Regions from separate parts of the Lactuca sativa genome. Here region 2 is linked to region 1. Evidence: chromatin contacts called from public Hi-C data. All regions are on one chromosome and are shown on one strand. Each heading gives the region's core, a stretch centred on a gene start, on an enhancer-like site or on the middle of the called end of the contact. The rest is flanking DNA. Distances are from core to core; before and after follow the strand shown. Region 1 holds the start of LOC111911664. Region 2 holds the start of LOC111901521 (beta-adaptin-like protein A).

The links. Hi-C and Micro-C count contacts between places; a contact is called where the count stands out from the background.
Region 2: a contact with region 1 is called in a Hi-C map of leaf, with 7 times the contacts expected there. The contact joins the promoter of LOC111901521 here to the promoter of LOC111911664 in region 1. A contact is called at or near these places in 2 of 4 Hi-C or Micro-C datasets (leaf and seed).

The regions. Positions count from the first base shown.
Region 1 is chr5:113,472,672-113,480,444 of Lsat_Salinas_v11, forward strand. LOC111911664 reads right to left here and starts at 4,206. Exons shown (of 5, transcript XM_023907415.3): 1 at 3,971-4,206; 2 at 1,275-3,824; 3 at 1-1,192. The coding sequence starts at 3,740.
Region 2 is chr5:113,904,428-113,912,200 of Lsat_Salinas_v11, forward strand. It overlaps LOC111901521 (beta-adaptin-like protein A), which reads left to right and starts at 5,081. Exons shown (of 11, transcript XM_023897381.3): 1 at 5,081-5,286; 2 at 5,670-6,186; 3 at 6,355-6,479. The coding sequence starts at 5,234.

The sequences.
Region 1 (7,773 bases), core at 2,956-5,455:
GTGATCCATCCATGGCCATTTCAACATCATTTCTGACCTGGCGAAAGTACCATGAGCTTCTGACAAAAGGCGCCTCTTCTTGATCATCAACCAAATCCTCGATCAAACGAACACCAGGAATCGGGATGTTTTTTATGGATGCTGCTCGTATATTCCTATTGTGACATTCCTCATGCATTTCCTTAAAAAGAACCCACTGACCCCTGTCTGGGAACTCAAGTGCCCAATCCTTTCCTCCTTTCCACATCATCGCATGAGTGTAGCGGTTCGTTGAACCCGGTTGTAAATCTTGGTGCACCTTATGTGCATACTTCAACACCCCACTACATTTCACTGCAAGTTTCCACTCGTTCTGATCAGCAACTTCCAAAAATACCCTTGCCCCACATTCTCTCCACCCTTTATCCCCATCGTTGATCAATATATTCGCGTCACAGGCCACCAACTCCAGGTTCCTTCGAGGTCCTTTAGAAGAAGAATCTGGTCCTGATGTTTTCTTATCGTTTGCTCTCCTGATTCTCTGGTAAGGAAGACCAGTCTGGTTATGCCCTCCTTTATTATTCTTAAAATTAAACTCTCGACAAGGCAATGTGTACTGGACCTGAGTTCTTGGCTTCTTAGGCCCATTGCTGAATCCATTCCCAATAAAATCTGCCTTCCCATCCGCCCATGATTTGTTGCGAGTCCACAAACTTCTAGGGGCTGTAGGGTTAGGAGGGCTGCTGCAGATGATGTCATCACTTAGATTCCAAGCCACATCAGCGCCAGGTGTTTTCTGGCAATCCATGTAAATTTCATCAGATGCCGGGATTTCAACACTAATTTGACCAGATTTAGAAGAGATAGAAATTGGATCAAGAACAAGTTGGGTTGGCTTCTCATCAATGGCAGGAGATCCACTAGAAAGGCTCTCATCATCATCATCATCTGCATGTTGATGGAAAGTATCCTGTGGGGGGTGAAGAGAATCATGGTCTTGAAGGCTCAATGAATCGATGCTACGTTCCAATAAAAGTTTGAGATGCATGCTAAGGAAGAAATTTGGGGCAGCAGAAAATGAAAGAGCAAATGGAGGAAGATTCCCATTTTTCAAACTGTAAATTGTTGAAGGCCGACTCCCAGGTACAGGGCTGCACGGTGATCTAGGACTGCTACTGATCACAGCACCAAGATTTGGTTTTTTATGGAAAACCTGCATGAAAGAATCAATCCATACGTATATCAAATTAAATATTAAAACATGGTTGTAAGGAATTAAAGTAAATCGATAGTACCTCAAAGTAAGCAGTTTGAGCAGCAAAAGGTATTTGTGACTGTTGTGTTCCAGCTTCCAGTAGTTTAACATTGTCATATGTGCACTCAGGAAGAGACAGCTGTTTTGTAAGTAAACAATGTGGCTGCAACTCAGAATCAAGATACCGCCAGTTAGAATCTCTCACCTTTGAGAAACTATAATACGCGAAAACCTTCTCCTTTCTGAAGTTCTGAAAGAAAGAAAGTTTGAATCTTATTGATGTCACTGGAACTTGGTGTTTGATAGACTCGTCTTTCTCAGCTTCACAAAACACTTTCATGACTAGGAAAACAAAGGTCACAGCTTGCTTTAAGCAGCCTTCAAAAAGAAACAGCCTCAACCCAACAATATTATCAACAAACAGCACCTCCATGAAAACAGTAGGCCACATGGCAACCATGGTTCCATACTGAAGCAGCAATAGACGGGAAAATAACCATAATATGTCCGCCCCAAGTACGTATGTCAACATAGGCCAAAGTGATATGCATATTTCAAACTTTTTAGATTCTATCAATGCTGTATCTAACTTCAACCCACCTGCACTATTTAGTGACCATGCAACAAACGGTACACATGATGCATCACTAAACCTGCGGTTTCGCCTTCTCACATAAACAATAGGTAGATGTCCTTCACTGCTATTAGAGCTTTCCTTTGATGTGCTTAAAAAAACAGAAGTGCAGTTCGGCTTGTCGGTTTCTCTTTCCAGAAGAAGCATGTTTCTATCAATAACATGTGATTGTTTTTGCTTTTTCAAAGGAGACGATTTAGCTCGATGAGAAGGACGAGCCAACCATGAGATGATTGGCTCTGATTCCATATGGGTCGCCATAAAGGCCTCGTCTTTTATGTGAAAGGATCTGGTTCCCTTGTCTTTCTTGTGGGTATCTGTATCTTTATTAAGGCTTGGCTTTTGTGGAACTTCACAAGGAAGAAGCAATAGTTTGAATCTTTCATTTTCAAGACTAATCCATTCTTCATCCCGATCATCATACTTTATATGATGAAGATTTTTTTCTGCATCATAATCGTTTACCAGGCCATAGTACCAACTTTCATCTAGAGGCCAGAAGATCTTAATCCTTCTGTTCAGGAACCAGTGAGCATCCATGTCATCAGAATGTACTTCGTAGAAGTGGCGCCTCTTTCTAGAGGCCCCCTTACCTTTCTGCTGTCTCCTGGGGCGTAACACTCTGTCTGCCGCATCAGCATCAGCATCAGCATCTGAAGCAGTAGGTTTTTCTGAAAGAGACTCCCCCCCATTCACAGATAATTCAGCAGAAGCACAAGTTCTGTTTTTTGATGCAAATCCAATACAGCTAGGATCAAAACGAGATGAAAGCATCCGAGCTGCATTCTGTTCAAGATCATCATCAGGATCAAGGTCACATGCACCAACGTTTTTCTCAACAGATGCCTCATTGCCTGATCCCAGATACTTTCTTTTCCTATGGTTGCTCCTGTTTCTTTTAGAAGATGAATCTTTTTCGGTACCTTCTCCCTTCTCAAGATCAACTGCTGCAGAATCCTCCTTTTGCTTACCATCTATTATTCCCTTTCTCTTAACATTGTTTCTAGGTTGACCCTTGGAATTTCCATTTAACTTACCCATCTGGTCAGCAGAAGTAGAATTACTGCTTAGGGATGCATCTGCACCAGGAACTTTGCCCTGTGGAATTTCATCAATCTCTTTTTTTAACTCGGAACCCAATGAGCTACTGTTTACGTGTGCATCTGCACTAGAAACATTTTCCTGTGGAATTTCCAGTGAAACATCCGGCTTACCGTTCTTTTCATGCAGATTTGAAGTAACTGTGGTTGATTCCTGTTTTTGATTCCCTTTGGAATCAACCACTCCCTTCTGATCAACCTCATTGTTACCGTTTAACTTAATAATCTGTTCTGCAGAAGAGGCCTTACTATCCACAGGTTCATCCCTGCCAGAAACCTCATCCTGCATATCTTCATTCACCTCATCCTTCAGCTTGGTAACCTTTTCAACAGAATCTGATGATGCAGATGGTTTAAGAAGATGACTCTTAGCAAACTTACTCCGCCCAACTGTTCCCCGTGGACGCTTTGGAATAAGTACACCATGGCTGTCACTACCAATATTAACACCAATGGCATTCAAGCCAGCACCACCATTAATCTTCTGAGCAAGCCCAGATGACTGAGCAGAACATGAATCAGCCCCATCAACTTCAATATCATCTATGCCATGCTTAACCCTTTTCCTCTCTGCCAGATCCTCAAAGCTACTAATAGCCACCTCATTCCTGTTCTTTCTCTTCTTTGCCTCCGCTCCCTCACCATTTCCCAGCCAACTACTCGTTTCCTTCTTGACAGGCTCCCCCTTGTTACTCACCTCCGATTTATAAAGTGTTTTGAGATCCAACGACTTTGTTTTACTACCTCCTGAGTTTCCTACACTAATCTCCATCAACAATCCCTCAATTTGAACGCCCCACACCGAAACCCCCAATTCATCTATCCCATCTGACACAACTTAAACCCACTTCCAGATCTGTATACCAGAAATTTACAACATAAAACAACAAAGTAAATCAAGGGCCATAAAATTTTCCACAAAACTTCCGTAACTAACACAAAGAAGCATAGTCATTTTCACAAAAGAAAACAATCAAAAAGAAGTAGGTATCGCATGCGTACCTTTCATGGATAACATCGAAACGGTGAAGATCAGAAGAGATATAGCCTCAATTTGGATGATTCAACCAGGGAATTTGATACGCCCAAAAACAGACCTCTGATTCGAAACCCTAATTGAAGATCATTTGCCGAATTATTTTTCTATTTTAACTTTTTTTAATTTATATATTTTTACCCCGGAGAGAGAAATAGAATGCTAGGGTTTGTTTTAGTCTAGAGACTAGAGAGAGAGAGAAAGGGAAATTCTTCTTATTACCACCTCCCTTATTTATATTTAATTTTATTTTATAATTTATAATAAATAAAATTCAAAACAAAAGTGCTCCAATCTTTAATGCAAACGAAAAAAAAAAAATTAAAAACAATGCATCATTTACATATTACTTATAATATAATCACGCTTAAATTATATTATTATTATTATTATTATTTAAAAGAATAAATATAATTAAGGTATTTATTATAAAGTATAGTATAGATAATCCTTTATTTTTATTAATAAATTACATTAATATTATTTTTACTACTAAATTTATGTACAAAGCAAAGTATAATAAATATAGCTTATATATAAAACAAAACCTAATATTTAAGTTGATTTAATTTTCGTAAATTTAAATAATATGGTGTCTTTAATTGTCTAGAAAACTACCGTCGTAACTCGTCTATAATAGTCTCTAATTAGTAATTTACCCATTTTATTAAAAAAAAAGTTTCAAAATCCGTTTTAGAAAAAATAAAGTTAATGACGTATGTATGTTACCATAATCCAAGTTGTAGTTAATAAACTTAGAATATGTATCTGGTGTGTCAACATAATGTGTCAAGTTTTAGGAATTTATTCGGGGTGTCACATGCACTTCATGGCTTTCTTAATGGTTTTACATTAATTGGTCGGGTAATCGTATATAAATATTGGTTGAATATAAATGCAAACATAGCCATGGGTGTCGTCAATTTGGGAAATATCATCATTGTTTGTATTTCATAATCTAGTATGGGTTTAAACGGATATTATCTGATCATCATGTTTATAAAATATACATGAGTTTTTAGTCTTTAGTGTCTGAGAATTCAAAAACCATTTTAAAGATTAAAGTATTCAAGTCTTGATAATTAGTTTTGGAGTTGACAGGATAAAGCATATCATTAAATCTAAATGTCAAATTAGCAAAATACATGTTGACCTTATAAGAATTTACATTTTTATATCTTTAACACCCATTTTTATATTAGAGATTTTGTTTTGTGCAAATCGCTCGCAACTATATATCATCATCACTAGTTTCTAGAAGCCTGAAAACTCAACTAGTGGTGTTAATGGTTTTTGGAGGAAAAGCGGTTTCTTGAAATGATTAAATGGAAGGGTTGTTTATTTATGACTCTGATGTGTTTGTGTTATAGTGTTTGTTTATGAGACCAGATCATTCTGAAATATTAACATCTTTATAATTATATAAGATGTAGCAACCTAAAAATTTCGACCCAATTATCGTCAATTAACAAACAAACATACAATTAGCATACAAACATTAATGGGTGTTAGTAATACAACACAAATTTTGTCACTGTAGCACGATGAACTTATATGTTTTGTCTAATTTGACTAATTATATATATATATATATATATATGTATATATATATATATATATATATATTTGCGCAATAGGCCATCTAACTTTTATTGTACATGTAGATTAAGTTATTATCGTTAGTTTTTAACCAATTATTCTAAATTACACGAACGACCCCTATGGTTTAAATCTCTTTCATAGTTGGTCCCTCACCAGCATTGTTCATCACGGACACCACCACCGTTCACTTACGGCACACCGTTCACCTTCGGCAACCACCATAGTACATCATTTATGGGTCCCATAGCCATAGCATTACTTTCCCCTGCCCTAATATTGCATCCTACCATAACCACACCCGTACTGGTGTCAGCCTCATTAATTTTCGATGACAGTCGAAGTTGAAAACGTCGCCCTTAGACTATCTCCTCTTACACTAACGGCGATGTAAATCATATGAATGATATAAACAAGACATTGAAGAAATTGCCGAAACTGAGTATTGAATCATGAGAAAGATCAAGCCTCAATAACCCAATCCCTCTCCGTCATCACTTGCTGCCAACTTAATCATGTCCTACAATGCTCTGATCAACCGTTGGTTCTCATTGCAAAGTCATCCTCCTCTACTTCTTCCTACTCAAAACCAATATTATGTCGTACCCCTACACACACCCAAGTATGCTAAAAGCTTGTACTTCTCTAAATCTCTTCTCACGTGGCCTTTCTTTCCACTGGCATTCCATTGTTAATGAGTACTCATATGATGTGTACATTGTTGCTCCCTTGATTAACCTCTATGCCAAAATTTGGTACACTGATGTTGTCAGCAAAGTGTTCGATAATACGCCTAAGAGAAATATTGTTCCCTTGATTGCTATTATCATATATGTATGCTCGATCAGTGAAGGTAAATACCATGTTTCAAATGTATAAGCAGTTGTAGTATGAAGGAATTAAGCCAAGTTTAATCATCATATTAGCCATGCTTTTAGGCGTTTCAGAATATACCCACGTCCAATCTCTTCATGCTTCTACAGTCCAATACGGGTTTGATTGTGATTTGCCTTTAGCCAATTGTTTTCTAAGTTTATATGGTAAATATGGAAGTATCGTTGATGTTAAGAGCTTGTTTGAATCAATGGATAATCGAAATATTGTCTCTTGGAATTCCTTAGTTATGCATCACTTACATATTACTTATAATCACACTTAAATTATATTATTTTATTGTTATTATTTAAAAGAATAAATATAATTAAGGTATTTATTATAAAGTATAGCATACATAATCCTTTATTTCAATTAATAAATTACATTGATATTAATTTGCCTACTAAATTTATATACAATCCAATGTATAATAAATATAGTTTATGTATAAAACAAAACCTAATATGTAAGATGATTTAATTTTTGTAAATTTAAATAATATGGTATCTTTAATTGTCTAGAAAAATATCGTTGTAACTTGGCTTTAATAGTGTCTAATTAATAATTTACCCATTTTATTAAGAAAAAAGTTTTAAAATCCGTTTTAGAAAAAATAAAGTTAATGACATCTGCATGTTACCATCAACGGAGTCGTAGTAAATAAACTTAGGATATGTATATGTTGTGTCAACATAATGTGTCATATTTTAAGAATTTATTCGGTGTGTCACATACACTTCATGGCTTTCTGAGTGGTTTTACATTAAATGGTCGAGTAATTGTATATTAAATGTTGGTGAATATAAATGCAAACATAGCCACGGGCACCGTTAATTTGGGAAATATCATCATTGTGTTGTATTGCATAAATCTTCTATAGGTTTAAACGGGTATTATTTGGTCATCATGTTTATAAAATACACATGTCGGCTTTTAGTCTTTAGGGTTTGAGAATTCAAAAACCATTTTAAGGATTCAAGTATTAAAGTCTTGATAATCAGTTTTGGAGTTGACACGGTAAATATATCATTAAACCCAAATGTCAAATTAGCAAAATACATGTTTAATTTTTAAGAATTTACATTTTTATATCTTTATCACCCATTTTTGTATTAGAGATTTTGTTTTGTGCAAATCGCTCGCAGTTATATATCATCGTCATTAGTTTCTAGAAGCCTAAAAACTCAACTATGGGTGCTAATGATTTTTGGAGGAAGAACGGTTTCTTGAAATGACTAAATGGAAGGGTTGTTTATCTATGACATCGAGCTTGATGTACTTGTATTATGTTGTC
Region 2 (7,773 bases), core at 3,831-6,330, 430 kb after region 1:
CAACGCACAACCTAGTGTACTTGATCTCATAGTCCTTCAATTGACACTTTGTCGAAGAATTAGTCTAAGTTTCCCAAATGTGAAAGTTTTTCATTCATCATATAATACACATTGCATGATTCCAAGTTTCTGTCCAATTGAAACTTGGGCGATGAGAAACTCTCCCTATTTGGTAAACTTTTGATATGTCCACAAATAACATAATTAAGAATCAAATCCATTGTTGCTAATAATAGAAACATTCAAACATCAATTTTTTCATACATGCCATCGCAAGGATAAATAAATAAGATAAAATCAAAATTCATTTTATTGCGGAAATTTTTTTTTGTCCTTACAATGCAATTCAATTGAAAAACTATGTTATTACATATTTCTTAACAATCTATTCTAACTCCAAGTAGTAGCTCAAGAATCTATTCTTCAAGTAATGCGATCGAAATCCATTTCTTCATGATTAGATTCAGCTCACTTCTTCCCTCAAGCTTCCTCTCTTTTCTTCGATCCTACAAAACATCAAAATGTAATCTTATCACATCATGTATTAAGAATCTAGAATAGAAACTCAAAAGAGTTAGATAATGGATTTTACCTGAAGCGGAGCCATACGTCTTGACTCTCCCATCTCTTAGATCTCTCAGGTAGTTAGGGCAGCTTCGTCTCCAATGCCCCTTCTCTTGGCAATAAAAGCAAATGGACTCCTTTGGCACAACACATCGGACAATCACAGACTTAGTTCTTTCTGCACTTCCAATGTTGCCAGTGTCCATTGAAGTTTGGGAGTTTGATTCACCAGACAAGTTTGCTTGACCAGCACGCCAAATCATTGCTGATTCAGCAGCTATAAGCAAATAGGTGAGATTAATGAGGGTCACGTCGTGATCCATCATATAGTACTCTCTAACGAACTCACTATATGATTCAGGAAGTGCCTGAAGAACCCAGTTAGCAGCCAACTCGCTTGAAATCTCGACACCCAACATACTTAACCTATCAACGTGTGACTTCATCTCTAAGACGTGTGCACACACAGGTTTCCCATCTTCGTGTTTACTTGCCAAAAGGGCTTGAGTGAGCTTGAACTTTTCAAGCCTTTGAACTTATGGGTCAGGGAGAACGATTGGAGGAGGTGGAGGAAGTGAAGCATGACTCTCATTTCCTTGATCGTATCTCGGAACGTCATCTTCATTTGGAAAGCTTGTTCCAAAGGATTTGGGAAGACCATTGTTAGATTCAGACATCTACAAAACGGGAGAAAATTCAAGTTATGTTGATTAGAATTCTTGATGTAACACCCAAATGAAACATCAAGCTAGGATCCAACACAATATTCTACAACCTATAAAAGGGATGCCGTAATCTAGTTGCAAAATATTTGAAGGTAGGTAAATGACGATTTACCAATTTCCACCATGAAAAACGAAAAGGAAGATTAAGTTTTAAATGAATTGAAACTCCTAGATCTTTTGAGATTCATTGAACTTTTCAATGGCATGTTTAATCTCGATTATGCCCTACTATTTGTGACTAGGATGCTGAGGATCACAAACAAGGTGTGAATAACCATACGAATCACGTGGTGCACCCAATGCTACTATCACCTAATCAATGTGCCAGTTAGCCACACACGCTCCATTGATCTATGACAAACATCGAGTCACCCTTCGCTACCAATGTCATCCCCAAATTAGTGTGCCGGTTAACCACACACGCTCCACTAACGTTTGACAGGGGTACGAAATGTAATTCTAAGGATTAGCATACAATTTCACATTTTTCCTAAAGTAACTATGATTTGGGAATTTGAAAAAGCATTTAGTTACTTTGTACTTCATTATACTTATAATGGAAGGTTTCTGTCCTATCCTACCCGTTCGGCTAACGACCCTCCACTAGTCAAGAGTGCGGTGGGTAAGAGTGGATACCCATTCAATCGCCATTTTATAGACAATTTCCTTAAACACCCCTTATAGACCAGTTTCGTGAATGAGGCCTACTAACGGTAAGATTGACTGTTTACTCATATATAATACTAGACTTTTAATGTTATATATAGTATAGGGTGTATTTTACACTTTTAAAATACTAGGTGGTTTAACTTAGTAAATTATACTTTTAATTTAATTAAATGTAAACCAAAAACTTTATGGATTTATTAAATCACTTTTAATTATACACTTTAATTAATTAATAAAACCATAAGGGGGGGATTTGAACCTTTTCAAATTATTAGGGTTTTAGAATTTGACATTTCAAAATTAAACTTATAATCAACTTTTAAATTCCAAAACTTGAGGGCAAGTTTTGAAACATTTCAAAACATTAGGGATCAAATAACAAATAATTCAAATTAAACAATTAATTTCATAATTATCTATATTTGACCTAATCTTATTTTAGTTACTAGATAATTACCAAATAATTTGAAATAATCCATATTTATCATATAAACAACCAATATTTAAAAGATTTGAAATTATCTATTGTTCTGGCATGGATAAACACTTAATTAAGATAAAATTCGGATTTTAACTTCATAAAACAAATTAAGCATCAAGTCCAAGTCAAAACAGCAGCCAAAACCCGAGTAGGGGTCAACTCGCCGAGTCCAGATACTGACTCGCCGAGTTGAGTCGAGCAGGGGCCAAAAACTCGATTTTTCATCAAATAAAGCAGTTAAGCATCACATACAACTGAAACCAATCAAGGCTCTGATACCACTGATGGGTTTTATGCATAAGAAACAATCCTATGTGCTCATACAAACCCTAATGCTCGGATCTAGGTTTCTCTATTGTACATGCTTTGAATCCAAGACTAATAAACTTAGATCTAACATATTATAAACTGAATTAGGGTATATAGAATTACCTTTGATTGTTATATAGCAATAACAATCAATTCCTTGATTGGATTGGCTTCAAAAGCTTAGTGCCTCAAGTGCTGCACCTCTAATGGAGTCACAAACACCATATACAACTTGGATGAAGAGGAGAAGGAAAGAGGCTGCCCAAAAACGACTAGAAACCCTAGAGAATCAGTTGTCCACGTTTTTGGGGCCTAAGGGGTCCTTTATATACTTGTGTGGGTTGCTAGGGTTTCAGTCAAAACCCTAATGGACAGCTTAAACTCTAAGCAGCCCATGGAACCTTCTGGATAAGGCCATGGACGAAAATATGATGGGCTTCCATCATAATTTCGTTCACCCCTTATTCCTTTAGCATTCCTTAGCCCAATAACTCAATTATCCAATAATTGCAGTTCAGTCCCCTAAATTTAATTAATCTCTTTTAGCCACAAAATTAATTCATAATTAATTATTGACTAATATTAACTAAACAATATGATTTCTCCTTTAATATATTATTCTCATAATATATTAATAAATCATATTTAAACCTTTCTCTCCTTAATTCATCCTACATATTGCTATGGTGAAGGCAACCCAAAAGGACCATGCTCATAATCGGGTCAAGTACATACCAAAATAGTTATGGACTTAAATACTAATCCAACATTTTTAAGATTTGAATTTTCAAATGTTGTTTGGTTGAAACCTCTGAATTGCAGTGCTGAATTATGAAAATGACAAATTTACCCTTATATGTTATCTTTTTGCTTAATTTAACGATTTTTTTAATAAAATAACCAAATTCATATTAAACATAAATCAAAATTAAACATAAATCCAAATCAAATAACACTATAATTTCTTGATTATACCCAAAGCAACACATATGATTTCACCAACAACATTATCACATTTTAAAGATCAACAATATATCAGTACATAACAACCAGATCAGTAACAAATTTCAGGAAATGAACAAAATCAACACATTATATTAGCAATTAGGAGCACCTTTTTAATAAAAATTCTATTTGTAAATGAACAAAATCACCACAAATCAATGGAAAACATGAGGAAGGAAGGACCGATCAAGTATGAATCAACATAATTATACCTAATTCCAACTACCGTTCATTAATTTCCTACACAAAAAACATAATTAATACCTATGGTGAAAATCAATTTCAAAACTCGATTATGAGAAAATCGATTTCAAAATTAGAGAATGAAAACCACACCGATGGAGAAAGACCGGAGGAAGGCATTGATTGGTGGTGGTTGTTGGGGAAATTGATTTCATAAGCTCAGTTTCAGAAAATTTAGGAGTGATAGAATTTCAACGATTGGAGAAGAAAGAAAGCCAAACCTGATGACTTGCTGTCGGACCGGGGGTTTGGGACGGTGGCGCCGTAGGTCTCATACCGGTGGTGTATGACAAGTTCGACCGAGAGGGTTGGGCATGGAGACATTGAAGAGGGCATAGAAAGAAGAGGGATGAGTTATTCAGTAGTGGGAAGAGAATAAGCAGAGACGGTAAGGTAGAGGGCAAAAAGGGAAGCGTGCCTTTTTTTTTTCTTTTCAAATGTGGCCAAGAGTCTGACCAAATAAGAGGTTATTTTAAGATTAATGGGGTGTTTGGATAAGAAAAAAATAGGTTGTTTATTGTTTAATCCCACCGCAATAAGCAAATTTAAGGTGTTTTTTGTTTTGGAAGTGGTTAAATATCTTTTGTCTTTTTCCAAGTTTGCGGAAGAAGACGTGCACTTGCAAAACGTCTACCCACCAGAAGGGAAAAGTGCTCAAAAAGTACTTTTATAGAAAAACAAACGAGGCCTAAGTGTTTGGATATGAGTCTTTAAAAACTAGCTTATTACGGTAGGAATAAGTTAAATAAGCTGATTTTAATAAATAAGGGGGAATGCTTATTGCTTATTAGTTATTTTACTCATATAAGCTGTTTTGTTTGCCAAACACTTAAAATGCTTATTGCTTATTTCCACTGCAATAAGTTAATCCAAACACATTTTAAAAAAATGTTTATTTCCACCGCAATAAGCAATAAACTAATAAACTAAAAACTATTTATCCAAACACCATACAAAAATAAGAGGTAAACATACACTTAGTTGGAAAGTTTTAGACATGCCTGTATTTAAAAGGTATTAAGTGGTAAACGAATAGCAGTAAATCATACGATACTTATTATAAAAAATGTTTGTTTTTGCCGTCTTTTTCTCATGTATCCAAGAACGTAACACACTCGAACAACATCGTCCACCGTAATCAAGGGCTCAAGGCTTCTCGCCCGTGAAAGTTGACGCTGTTACCTACAGATCGATTACGCTCACAAGCCACATCGCACTCTTTCTCAGCGATCGAACAATGGCTCCTCCGGCTCAATCTCAGCGATCTCCTTCGCCTTCTCAACCCTCCGGGTATTTGTTACCCTTCGCACTCTTTCTCACAAGACACAAATACATAATTTTCTTGATCCATATTATACCAAATTGTACAATCTTATACGTATGAATATTCTGTTTATTTTGCCTTTTGATTTTATTCCAAGTCTTTGGATCCATCGAATTAGACTTCAGCTATACGCACACACTTATTAGGTTATATGACCGAAAAAGTTAGTGTGAAACCCTAATTACTTGAAATTAATGAAGAAAAGGATGCAGTTTTCTTTCTCGTTTGGGCGAACACCGCCACAATCACAATCACAATCGCACACTGGACTTAGTGATTCAGATTTAGCTCATAATAAGCATAATGATAATGATACTTCTAATTCATGTTCAATTCCAAAATCCAACAGTAAAGGGGAGGTCTCGGATCTGAAGATGCAGCTTCGACAGCTGGCTGGGAGTCGGGCACCTGGTACCGATGACTCAAAACGAGATCTCTTCAAGAAGGTGATCTCATACATGACTGTCGGGATTGATGTATCCTCAGTTTTCAGCGAGATGGTGATGTGCTCGGCTACTTCAGATATTGTTTTGAAGAAAATGTGTTACCTGTATGTTGGTAACTATGCCAAGTATAATCCTGATCTTGCCCTGCTTACGATAAACTTTCTTCAAAGAGATTGTAAGGATGAAGACCCAATGATAAGAGGGTTGGCATTGAGGAGTTTGTGTTCTCTTCGAGTGCCGAATCTGGTGGAGTACTTGGTAGGGCCATTAGGTGCTGGGTTGAAAGATGGGAATAGTTATGTGAGGATGGTTGCAGCTGTAGGGGTGCTCAAGTTGTATCATATATCTGCTTCTACTTGTTTGGATGCTGATTTCCCAGCTCTTCTTAAACATTTAATGCTTAATGATCCAGATGCCCAGGTGAGTTGATTTTGTAAATTGTCGTCATGTTCCAGTAGTTACATTTCTACAGCTGTTGGCAAAACTAGTTTAATTTAAAAATAGATTAAGGTGGCGGAAGTGTCCAGTAATGTTTATCTAATGCAACAGTTTAAGAATCAATTTATTAAATATTGTAAAACTGTGCAGGTGGTTGCAAATTGTTTATCAGCTCTACAAGAGATATGGGGCTTGGAAGCAAGTACATCAGAGGAAGCTGTAAGGGAGAGAGAGGCGTTGATTAGCAAACCAATTATATATTTCCTATTAAATAGGTATGTGGTTTATCATTTATTTGATGATAACTTACTTGTATATGGTTCATTGAAGTTGGTATTTGGTAATTGTCGTTGTTATCTGAGTTCAAGGTTGGACCTAAAGCGATTAAGCCAACCATACCCTTGCCATTATTTTTTATGCTTAACGACCCAAACATCACATAAAAATAAAAGTCCCCTGTTAATAGATTTATTTGTTTATGGATGTAATAGTAATATACCATTGCGGAATCTCCTAATAAAGACTACAAGCAATCTCCTATGTGCCTAACACTTATGCAAGAGCCAATTTTGAAGTTACTAAGCGAAAAATAGACATTTACTCGAATTTCATACTATTTTGATCCACTGCATTATCTTGCATTACTTCTGGGATGGATGGAGTCTTCCTCGACTGTTATATTATATAAGGTCAAATACCTCATTAGGTTTTGTTTCCAGCAGTCTGTTCTTTCTGTTCCTCCAAAATGTTTTGGTTGTATCTGTTTTTTTTTTTTTTTTAAACATAAGATACAACTAAATACAAGTAAGCTTTATCTTGAGTCTCATCTCATCAATGCATCTTAGTAGGTTACTCTAGGTCTTAACTCTTAATAAGGGTAGTTATGTTATGATCACCAAGTTAACGTGGTATTATTTATGTATTTGCTGATATCACCTTTCTTGAATGTGGTATATTCATTGAGTACTAAAATCTGGTTCGGTCACACCCTTTAAGAGTATTCTTTCTGATTCAATAACAAACAAAGTCTCTTCTTTCCCATCTTAGATTCTTATCTAAAAAAGTCACGCAATTATGATACTTCTGAAAGAAAAGGCTTAGTTGTGTTAGTAAGCCAATATATATGGTAATCTATTTAGTTTTCTTAACTAGGCTGCACTCATGTTTCCCATGGACAGTTATTATATAACTGTGAATACTTACTTGGAGCACTGGTTCAGTTTTTGTTATTTGCTCTGATTCCATGTTAAAAACAGGTATGCAATAGTAACAAAATTTTTTACTGAAGTTTATAGACTTCAGATACCCTAGTTTTAGTTTACATATGCGGTCATGGGGCAAGGTTACAAAAGCTTATGGGAATATTAATAGAGGCCTTTATCAGTTCCCCATATTTTGTACATATTGCTGGTATTCCTTGTGAAAATTTGTAAAAGGCTTTCAGTCATGTTCCGTGGGGTGTATTATGAAGCTGATACATAATTATATTCTTGTAAATTGGTGCCATCTTCTCAAACCTGTTTCAAAGTTGATCCATATATATCAACCTCTTTTCTTGTCTTACTGATA